Regions from separate parts of the Danio rerio genome. Here region 2 is linked to region 1. Evidence: chromatin contacts called from public Micro-C data. All regions are on one chromosome and are shown on one strand. The core of a region is the stretch at or near the end of the contact, and the rest is flanking DNA. Distances in the headings are between cores, read along the strand shown.

The links. Hi-C and Micro-C count contacts between places; a contact is called where the count stands out from the background.
Region 2: a Micro-C map of caudal fin shows a contact between it and region 1, with 2.7 times the contacts expected there. The contact joins the promoter of slc7a5 here to the promoter of jph3b in region 1. A contact is called at or near these places in 3 of 18 Hi-C or Micro-C datasets (caudal fin, hematopoietic stem cells and an unstated tissue) and 1 of 4 datasets of contacts at active chromatin or transcription factors (embryo).

What each region holds. Positions count from the first base shown.
Region 1 is chr25:13,523,377-13,529,309 of GRCz12tu, reverse strand. jph3b (junctophilin 3b) reads right to left here and starts at 3,693. Exons shown (of 5, transcript NM_001122702.1): 1 at 3,312-3,693. The coding sequence starts at 3,693.
Region 2 is chr25:13,671,531-13,677,463 of GRCz12tu, reverse strand. slc7a5 (solute carrier family 7 member 5) reads left to right here and starts at 3,308. Exons shown (of 10, transcript NM_001128358.1): 1 at 3,308-4,029. The coding sequence starts at 3,444.

The DNA of each region.
Region 1 (5,933 bases), core at 2,444-4,943:
CAGCAATTGCACCTCAGAGTAATTGTTGCGTGCATGTGGTTGCAAGCCAGACTCGCAGAGTACACATCTGTCGGCCATGCTCTTCTCTAGTGGCCTCAAATCCAGGACAGACTTGGTAGAAAACATTTGTTAGCATCAATAGATGGACTAGATCATATATGATCTCTCATTCATAACCTACTGAAAGATAAACCAAGGCTTGGGAAACAATAAGAGCCTCACGTGGCAGGCCAGAGGTGACTTTTCTCTGATGCGAACTGCACTCTTTTATAGCATGTTCAGGCTTATGTAGACAGTTGTTTATTAAGGCGATGTGTTATGTATATGGGGCACTGGTGTTGCGACAACACTTGACAATACAAAATAAAGCTATACTTTAAACCAAATCTCTCGGTAAGCCTACATAGACTAGCAGGCTGTTATCCGTTTAAGGGGATTTCAGCTTGACTATTTTTTTTCTAGTGTTATGTAGGTGATGAGTCTGAGAAGTGGAGTAGTCCCCATTCTAGGATTATAAACAATATACAATCAGCCTGAATTCATTTGAACCGCATATCTGATATGTTTGAGTGTTTCAATTAGCTTTTGAGCAATGCTTTTCAGAAGGCAGATTGATCAGCTATTAAGTTGTTTTGAGCCACTTATTTCATTGCGATGCAGGTTATGTGTAATAGTCCGCATTTTTGGATTGTAAACAATTTGTAATCCGCCTGAATTGATTTGAAACGTATAACTGGTATGCACAACTGGTATGTATGATTCTAGGTAATTCAATTTGCTTTTGAGTGATGCTGAAAGCCACTTTTCAGAGACCAGATTGATCAGCATTTGAGTTTTAGTCAAGCAAGAGTGCTGGGAATTGCTGTATATAAGGCACACAACGTTGCTTGAGGCCAACAGTGTCATCATGTCCAGAGAATCCACATTGATGTATATAAGTACTTAACTCTGTGACTACTAAATAATCATTAAGGTTACATCAGAAACTGAAAACAGAGCAACCTTGATAGCAAAAATCGGACATATCCGGCACAATGCCGTAAGACAAGTAATCCCACATAAGCTGAGAGGAGTAAACATGACATGTTATTAAATCAAAGATTAATGCAAGTGATTTCAAGTTAACAGATTTGATTCACTGCAAACCCACAAATGCCGGCTTATATTCATAATAAAGATTTGTTTTATAATATTCCAAACTTTTAGTCTCTTCTTGTCCAGTAGAATCCGAGAGAAACAAACCTGTCCTCTTTAGTGTGATGGGGGAATTCAGGTCATAATGTGAACAGATGCTTTGGTGTGTGGCAGCTGTAGTGTACTCAGACAGCACCGTGAGCTGATAATGCTACTGTAACCTCTTTGTGGCCCTATTAACCTTGTCCTGTATCGTCTCTCTCTTCTCTGGCTCATTTTCATATACTTTTTTCCCCCCCTTCATCTCAATCTCTGTCTTCTCTGACTGCTTACTGTGGTTGTGATTAAGTGGCCCAGATTAGTACCAAAGTAAGTAAACACCATTAGCGAGTCGGCCAGCCAATCAGATTGGCGAGCACAGAGTCTCCAGTGACATGCTGACCTGCTGCCAGAGTCTGCGTAGGTTTCCACAGCAACTTGCTGTAAAAGACACACAGGCAGCACTTCCATAATGCAGGGAGATTGAGAGAATGAAACAAAGAGAGAGAGGTTATGCTGATCTGAAAATAGATACACTGTTGATATAAGTACATCCCTCATTCACCAGAATGGACACTTTGTTCAACTTAAAACAGTAAAATGGTTGCCGATTTTACTTTTTATAGTCACAGATACAGGGATGGGTAGGATATGTATATATCTTAACAGCCAGACATTCAGCTTTTTTTTTTTTTTCAGATTTACGATTGAAAATAATATATGTTATATTATTGCCACCTGAGTCTCTACATGCACTTCTACTCTACCTACTTATTTACAAGGGTAATTCACCTGAAATATTAAATTAAATCATTTACTCAGTCTAATGTCATTTCAAACCAACTTTTTTTTGTATGTTTATGTTATTTTGTCTTCACATCAGCTGCGTCCCAAATGGCACACTATACACTATGCACTCATGCACTACTGTATGTACTTATGCACTTACACACTCAACAGAATATTACATGTATGTAGTGTTGTCCCAAATGGCACACTAATGTTTTTTTACTAAACGGAAATTCAAACCGTTTCCCTGATGACGTTTGACGGTTGCCAAATCAGCGAAATAAACAAAAGAATTATCAAATAATACCTATCGTGAGTATTGCCGCATTCACCATCGGGAGGCGATATAATCACTCTCGTAGGAGAATTTTGCTTTCTCCATCCAAAATAAATAAAGTTATCCAACATGTGCGTCCGATAGCTCCGCCCCTTCCACTACGTAAGCAAACCTGCGGTCGTTGAGTGCGTGAAGTGTCCATCATTACACACCTCATTTTAGCGGCTGAATGAATGCATCATCCGGGTAATTAAAGTGCACTTATTATTTTAAGAGTTTTCAGTGTGAACACACTACTTACACTATTTATACTACAAAATGGCGTAGAATAGTGCATAAGTATGCAATTTGGGACGCAGCTATCATTTTTCCTAATCAAGTTGTTAGCCAGGAGCTCTTGTATTTTGTTTTGTACACCAGAAACTTTGTTACTACTCAAATAAAGGGGTTCTGGTATTTCGTCAAATTTTATCCCTGTTTGTTAGTTGTCCAATTGTTCTTAAGTTCTAAAGTGATCTTATCACCAGTTAGTGGAGAGTGGAGTTTAAATGATTATTAGATGATGGATCAAAAAATCTGACTACAAATCATCACCTTAGAATTATAAGGTTCTATCTGACATTTTTGTCAAAATTTTTTTATTCACATATTCTTATAAAATGACAACTTATTTAAATTATGGGATGTTTTTTTTATAAGTTGTTTACATTTTAAGACTTTTTATAAAAAAACAAAAACAAATGTTACACAGTTTGCTATGGAATGCAAAAACTTTAAAGCTCAATATCTCAAAATCATTTAGAACGCAGCTAAAACCTCCTAATTCCAAGGTGACGAAATCAAAAAGTGAAGAGTGGTTCAAAAATGAAAATAAGGTATTATAGAAATCTGTTTTAGTCATTGATGGTACAGTTAGCAGAACTTGCCCTTATGAAATTCTAAACCTGTATGACAGGAAAATAGAACAATACTTGGTGCTGAAGTTAAAAGTCAGAGAGGTTTCTAAAGACAAAAGGGTGAGTAAATGGTTATAGCTCTTACTCTTTAGCAAAAAAGTCCTTTAGTCTCTTACCTCCATCAGAGTATGTCTCTGTTCCATATCCATCCTGTAGGCCATTGTTCCACGTGCCCTCATACTTGCCGCTGGTTCCTGTGCTTTCCCGCACACCATAGCGTCCCTTAAATCCATGTGTCCACTCACCCTTATAAACCCACTTGCCCTTGTTTTCAATTCCAATGCCATGCCGCTTGCCTTGTGCCCATGTCCCCTGAAAAGTGTTCCCACTGGGCCAGGTATAGATACCGACCACCTCAAAACCGTGACTCCAGGAGCCCGCATACTCGCCTTGGCCCTTGGGTCCTGTGCAGATGCCATGGCCATGGGCCTTTCCCTCTTCCCACCCTCCACAGTATGATCCCCCATCATCAAAGTTGAACCTGCCCCCAGTGGACATGCATGAAATAGGTTTTGGCAAATACCCCAAATCTCAAAAAGAAAAGAAAGAGAAAAAAAAGTAATACCCAAACAAAACAATACTTGGAAATTGAGCCAGGGTGGTGGTAGAAAGCTGGGGATACAAACGCCCCTTTCTTCTGCTTTCTTCTGATGGTCTTTAAAAAAATAAAAAGATTTTAAAAAACTATGCAAAAAGTTAAAAGAACAAAGAACGAGCCCTCTTGGGCAGTAGTCCCCTCCTGTCAAACAAGGCAGGAGCAGCTTGAGCCCTCTCAGACCATCCTCTTCTAGGAGTGGAGCGTTTTATTCACAAGTTGCTTCCCTGCAGTTGCTTCTCAACGAAAGTGGGCCCACGCCAGCCATGCGCCTTGTTCTACTGTTACCAACGCAGCAACAATTCTCTCGGTTCTGATGCTCTGGCCCCCTCTTCGTTCCTGCTCCACAGAGGGCCCCTGTGCCAGCACACACCTACCCGCGCTCCCGCTCACCCTCTCTGGGGCTTTGAGCTGTTTCACTTCCCCTCCCAGTAGCGGAGACCTCCAGACTCCACCTAGAAACCTGTGAGTCCTCAGAGTGATGGCCGATAGATGAAGCAGGCAGGTAGCATTTACAAATGCATCCACTTTGCCAGGAGCTCACTCACTGTTGTACCAAATCCACCTGACATGCTGATGCCATACAGGGAGACAGAGTGCAAGAGAAACAAGAAAAAAAGAAGAGAGCGACGGATTCTGCAAGCTTTAGTCTCCGTCAGCTAGCAGCAATGCAGTCTCTATCCACACACAATCGCATGCATATATACGCGCGCTTTCACCAGATCAGGATGAGAGCACAGCTTGATCGCAAGCAAACTGATGTGATTAATTCCTTATCTGGGCACTGTTTTGTCGTTGTCTCCGATTTCCCCCTCCGCTCTCTTTTCAGGTTTGTATAAAAATCCTGTGCTTCGGTTTGCTTGCAGGTGGGAAAACCAGATGCATCGTTCCTGATTTACCTTCTTCTGCTCCTCCTTGACTCAGTCACGTTGTTGGGATGATTTTTGTGTGACGCTGATTGTCTTTTCCTTCGTCGTCATCTTATTCCCCCATATGCTTAGACGTCTCTCTCTCTCTCTTACACTGGTGTCTCTCAAATCTGCTCATTAGAGGCGGACTGTTCCAACGCAGCCAACTCCCCCTCCCCCTTTCACATGCTCTCTCTCTCTCCCTTGCTCTCCCTTCATTTAAAGAGACATGCACTGTGGTAATACTTACCACTCTCTCTCTCTTCATCCACCTCAGGGAGCAAAGATTGCTTTTCCTAATTGCCCGGCTTAGTCCTCCCCCTACCCTCCTGCTAAATCTCCATTGCTCTGCCCTCATAGAATAATTAGAGCATTTGTCGGTTAATGATATGGCTTGAGATATTGCATTAAATCTCTTCCCGTTGCAGGTGAGTTAATATAAAATCTGGTCTGTTGACCTTGGCACTTGATCATCCTGAAAATTCTTCAATGGCTTCCATGTTATCTGTAAGACACAGTGGACAACTTTTATTGTGGTGACTCATAAAAAGTTATTATTTTTTCATTTATATGTCTTTAATTATACCATGCTTTTTAATAAATTGTAAGTATTTCTCCTTTCTACCTGAAGTTTTTATTGATTACAGTAGCCTGTAAAGATGAAGGATTCAAGCGGTTATATGAAGATATGTATTTGTACTTGCGTGAAATTAAAAAAAAATCATGTAAACTTACCATCAGTTTTGATCTGCGATTGTGTTTAACAGTCTGTTTGTAAAGAAGAGGAGGGGAATTTATCCTTTCAATTACAGGGGATCAACTCTGACGGAGCTGGGTAAAAATACTCTGACATGCTGCTTTGGCTCAGCAGGTAGTGAGAACCCAGGTTTCATGCAGTAAACAGGTCACCTACAGCTTGACTCCGAGAAGATTTCATTTATGTGATTCATTACACTACATAAATGTGTTTGAGCTATGCTAACTCATTGCTTCTGGTGGTTTAAGCTTATCTGGCTACTTTAGTGATAGCCTGCTGTCGGCTTGATTAGCATTAGAGAACGAGGGGGAGATTTTATGAAGTTGGATCAGCAGGGCAGAGTGTGGGAGTGTGTGTAAGAGAGATTGCAGAGAAAGTGTGTGCATTCTTCATGTTTTTACAAAGGTTGCCTCACTAACAACCACGCAATCTTGAAAAACCTACGAGAAATTAATAAAATGACAGTTAGGCATCAAAA
Region 2 (5,933 bases), core at 2,059-4,558, 150 kb before region 1:
GAACCAACTATTCCCACCAACAATCCATGCTGGTACTGGGACTCAAATCTGCAACCTTTGGATCTCTAGTCCAACTCTCTAACCATTAGGCCATGGCTGCCCACTCATGTTGGCAACTCAACACTGCAGCATTGCAGGATCCCATGCAATCAACCGAAAGCCTCCAATAATTCGGGGCTAGACAGCACCTCAAAAAATCAGACAGAGTATCTGGCCAGGGTGTGGGTGTTTGCAGAGGCTGAGGAACCTGGATTGAGTTTTGTCTCAAACTTTGTTCAAAAAGATTCCGTTCCGTGTTTGTTGTTCTTGGCCGCATGAGTTATAAAAATGGGACGAGACACTGAGTTTTCGCGTATCCCAAACACACCATGGTTTCCTATCATTGTGTGGGAGAACTTGGGAAAATGCTCTTTGAGCTCAACAGGAAAAACAAACTATGGAGGCGACCTGATTGAAGAGCAGCAGATCAAGATGACTCCTTTGGAAAACTCTGCAGATGGTCACAGTTGTGATGAGGGAAGAAGTTTGGCAACTGACAATGGTGGATGCTGAGGTCTTTTTGAGGTTGGCTAACTGAATAGAAGTCACAGATAAAAGTTCCTAATAAGAGGCTCCTTCCTCTTACGCTGGTTTTGTTCTTCAGTGTTGTTTCAAGTTATTTTTAGACAAAAAGTAAACTCCATTCACGCCTATTTACCTTTTATAAACAGGAATCAATGGCTTGAAGATATTTCTTAGAACTCCAAATCCATCTGTTTTCCTTTTTAGATCAAAAAGAGGTCCTGAGAGTTTATCGGCCAACTGGTTCAATTCACAATTTAATCCATGTTCAAACTCTTAAACCACTCAAGTTCATACCTACAAATTTTAAATACAAGTTTGGAAAAGCTGACCCTCTTAAGTTTCACGAGCTGACTGTTTTCCACTTTTAATGATAACCAGCCCTTGTGATGCCAGGGAACTGAGACACCCGCGCCCCTCTCTCCAGTTGAGAAAGAAAACTGAACTTTGAAATATCAGGGCACAACACAGCAGTAACCACATAACTTGTACCACGGAAAAGAAATCACCTGCTGGCTCATTTATCTTTAAGCTGAAAAAACATACACCATTAAATACAAACTAATTCTCGTGATAAGAGCACACGTGCATAGAGGATGCAGGTGGCAAATAACCCTGATGAATATAACCTTTAAATTAAGGTCATGAAGTTCGTGAGTATTACTAACACACTTGCCCCCTGCAGATAATACTCCCCTGGTCTTTTGAGACGGATACCTTGTGACATGCAAGTATTTGTCTTTGAAATGCGAAAGCTTGTGGGTGAAATTTAAGATGTTGTTTTGTTTAATTTGAGAACCAATATCTTTGAAGGCCAAAGGGAATGTCACATGATTTTTTTTCAAGGGTCTACTTGAAAACAGGAAATTAGCAGGGACAACTTTGTTATTTTTTCATAAGTTTCTTCAGACATTATGATCAAAGAATTGTCAAGAGGTGAATGAGAAATGGCAGCTAATGGTACTTCACGTCTAGCCAGGGATTCTGAATATATTTAAAACTGAAATTAAGCATTTGGAAAAAAAACGTCTAGTCATTCTAGAGGAAAAACTCATTATCCAGTTTCCTAACCAATTGTTCAAGTTCAAGGTGAATTGCATTGGGTTTGTATGGATTGTGATAGAAATGCCAAACTAAAAATGTGTAAAACTTAAAAAAATACATCAACATATTCCACTTTACTATACTATGAGGGTATAAAAATCTAATTTTATTAATTTAAAAAGTTTATTCTGTTTAGTATTATTTTTTAGAATTAGTAGTCCTCATTTGTATTCAGCTGTAAAGATGTGAAAAAACAAATATGGCATTGTTTTGGTCTGCCCTCTGGATTTAATTAATTCTATATCCCATTAGGTTTACACTAAAGGTGCTAAGATATTCTCATTTCTCTACCCTGATCTATTTACAAGAACCCCCCCCCCCCCCCCCCCCCCCCCCCCCCACATGGGTGTTTTAAACAACTGTTAAAATTTTATTATTTTTGTTTTGTTTACTAGAATGTTTCTACACCAGCAGTCACCTATGGAGCCAGATCAGTCTAAAAAAATAACGTTTACAAAATAAGATTCATACATGCACAGCACTATTCACATTTACAATATCTAATTTGTAAATAAAATAAACAATTCATAAATTCAACACACAATTCGTGAATTCAAAAGTTTTTTTTTTTTGCCAAATGAATTGGATTTGTGTATTTATGAATTGTGTTTTGAGTTTACTAATTGAATTTGTGTATTTAAAAATCGCATTTTGAATTTTACAAATTGGATTTGTGTATTTTGAAATCATGTTTTGAATTTGCAAGTTGGATTTGTGTATTTATGAATTGCGTTTTGCATTTATAAATTGGGTTTGTTTATTTATGAATTGCGTTTTGCATTTATAAATTGGGTTTGTTTATTTATGAATTGCGTTTTGCATTTATAAATTGGGTTTGTGTATTTATGAATTGTTTTGAATTTATGTATTGGATTAGTGTATTTATGAATCGTGTTTTGAGTTCACGAATTGGATTTGTGTATTTATAAATCGCGCTTTGAATTTATGGATTAAATTTGTGTATTTATGAATCGCATTTTGAATTTACAAATTGTATTTGTGTATTTACAAATCACATTTTAAATTTACGAATTGGATTTGTGTATTTATGAATCGCGTTTTGAATTAGTGAATTGGATTTTGTACATTTGAACTGTTGTGAATGTATGGATTATATTTTGTAAATGTATTATTTTTGAGACTGATTTGGCTCTATTGGCTCTGCTCATTATACTCCTTTTTAGAAAATGCTTATGCATTTGTCATACAGACCTTTTTCATATTGTTTACATTTGAACAAAAGTTAGAGGCATAATTTTGGCAAATCGTCATGGGTGTAGGAAAAACTGCAACTTTGAAAGTACTGTATAGAGTCTAGTTTATCATGCTATTTAAAATGTCAAGAGAATGTATCGAATAGACTTACTGGTTATTATATAGCTCTAATAAGAACATTATTTATACAAATCTCAAATGGAAACTGAACAATAATCCAAAACTCTAACCTGCTCAACCTGCTTGATCTCTCAGAACAAGAATTTTTATCATGAAATGAATGTAGACACTAGAGGGCGACGAGCACAGCACAAACAGATCTCTAGATCCAGTGACGCGGTGACGCGCCTTTATTAGGAGGAAAGAGGCAGGCCGAATCAGGGGATGCTTTTGTCCGCCTCTACAACGTTGACACACTTCAGATACCACGTTTCTGTGAGTCAGAGCAGACTCCACGGTATCAACGTGAATCAGCCGAGCCCATTCTGAAGGAGCTGAACGGGTCGTTTTCACACCTAATACCCAAGTACAAAGCGCGTTGCTTTGTTTGACAAGAGGACGCGATGTCCGGGCTAAAGAAACGGAGTTCAAATGCATCCACGGAACGGGATGAAGACGACAAGCAGGTGACGGAGAAGATGCTCACAGGCAGGGGTGGAAATGGGAACACGAGCCCGTCAGGAGACATCACGCCTGGAAGCCCGAGCACAGATATCAGCCCTGCGGATGGAGAAGAGACAGTCGTGCTGAAAAGAACTATAACTCTGGTGAACGGCGTGGCCATCATTGTGGGCACCATCATTGGCTCTGGCATCTTCGTGACCCCAACCGGAGTGGTGAAAGAAGCCGGTTCGGTCGGGCTATCTCTGGTTGTCTGGACTGTGTGCGGCGTCTTCTCCACTATAGGCGCGCTGTGCTACGCCGAACTAGGGACCACTATCACCAAATCAGGGGGTGACTACGCTTACATCCTTGAAGTTTACGGCTCCCTGCCTGCGTTTCTGAAACTGTGGATCGAGCTGCTCATCATCAGGCCGTCCTCGCAGTATATTGTCGCATATGTTTTCGCCACTTACATCCTGAAGCCAATCTTTCCTGTCTGTCCCGTCCCTGAAACAGGGGCTAAGCTGGTGGCTTGTCTGTGTATACGTAAGTAAACTGTTACCTACACTGTTAAGCCTCTAAAACTTTAAATACTTTATTTAATTTATGAATTAAATCACCAAAATCACACTATTCTAAGTGAATCTTCTCAGTTGACCGTTTGTGACGTTGGACTTTAACTTACCTCAGCTGTCATTTGCGCGCTTCTTTGCTTCTATCATCTGTCATAGCAATTGTAAAGAAATAAATTATTTAAACTACACGTGTGATAGTAAATATGTAATTATAGACGAGGACGCTACGTTTCAAAACTGAAAAGGCGTGTTTTGACTATAGGAGGAAGTGAGGATGCTGAAAATGTTCAGACGAATTTCATCATGCAGTCGATGCAACTGGAGGAAGTGGCACGTGCTGCTACATCACCTTGGCGGGCTTTATGCAAATTAATTTTATTTGTATTGATAGGAATTTAGCTGTAAGTTCATACTGTACTTTGAGGATAAATACTGATAATTTGTTAAAAAAGTAAGTCCTATTTTTAGAGTAAAAACATTTTTTGTTATGTTTAAGTTGCTGTTAACAGCATAATATCTATGTTTGTTTTTTCAAATAACATTTTAATATGCACACTAATTAAAATGTCTGATATGTTGAAAATTTCTTGTTCACCACCAGGTATTTTTAAATATCCTAAATATTTTGCTACAGTACTTTCAACTTCTTTGCCAGTTAAAATAGGTTTTAAATGTGTGCCTTTTTTATGAACAATAAGCCTCTATTCCCATCTTTAATCCACCGAAAAGTCAATTTAAAACTTTAAAAATGTGTTTGGCCATCACAGCCATTTTGACAGTGAGCTTATTTTACATTCTAACAATCAGAGCAATCTATTCAAATATTCCCTTTTATAGTTGGCAGTACATTTCTAACAGTGAGAGTAAATCCCAGAAAGAGTTAATGAATGTTACCCTGCAGCACTACAATCACAAATCTTTGACATGCATGCTCATGGCAATAAGTTAAGGGTGTGATTTACCATGGCAGCCATGCGAGCAATGCAGCCCTCCCGCAGGTTTAAACCAGCCAGGATTAACAGAATTAGCTCAAGCCCTAATTACCAATCGGCCAACAAAATATAACTCATATTTCTCCCTTTCTGTCCCTGTCTCTTTCTTTGTCACCCATTGCCTCTCTCCACCTCCTTTTTCATCTAGGCCAGATGAATGCTTGATTGGGGTACAGGAATTTGTATTCTTTGTGATTGTGAGGGAATGAATGAACACAGCACTTACTATTCGCTGTAATCTTGTCCTGCTAGTGACTTGTCTAATCCTACCATAAGAAGCCACATGACGAGACAGAAAGGGAGGTAAAGACGACTACGTCCATAGGCTTAAGCTGAGCAACGGCAAGTTATGGGATTTACACATCTGATGCAAACACTGAGAGTTCAGCCCAAGGTTTATAGCCAGCATCCTCATGCACTCAAGGTCTGTTGGCGTAGCAGCCGACCACTCTTTCTCTGACCTGTTTTATTATGTGTTTTGAAGTTATGATTGCCTCCTGGATTGGTTCATTGCTTCGTATCCATGGGAGAGGCCCCCAGAGTGGGACCATGTTCATGCCGTTAGGGAGTTCAGGGATGAGCCTGTCTCATGATCCTTCGTTTAAAGAATGAGAGCAGCAATGCCCAACAGTGTAATACAGCAGTGTGTGCATGTGTTCTTTGGTGAGGCGACTCAGGCCCTACTGTCCTACCCGATACAGACCCCCTTTTGTACTTTAAGGGTGCACAAAGGCTGTCAGGCTTCGCCTCTCTGTTTGGTGCCCAGACCGATTTACAGCTAATGCTGCTTTGAAGTATTTGTTAGTTAATCACATTTAATAGGGAGCTTGGAGGCAGGGACCAGAGGCTGAAGCAGCTCATGATTTTTATTATTCCCTGAAAA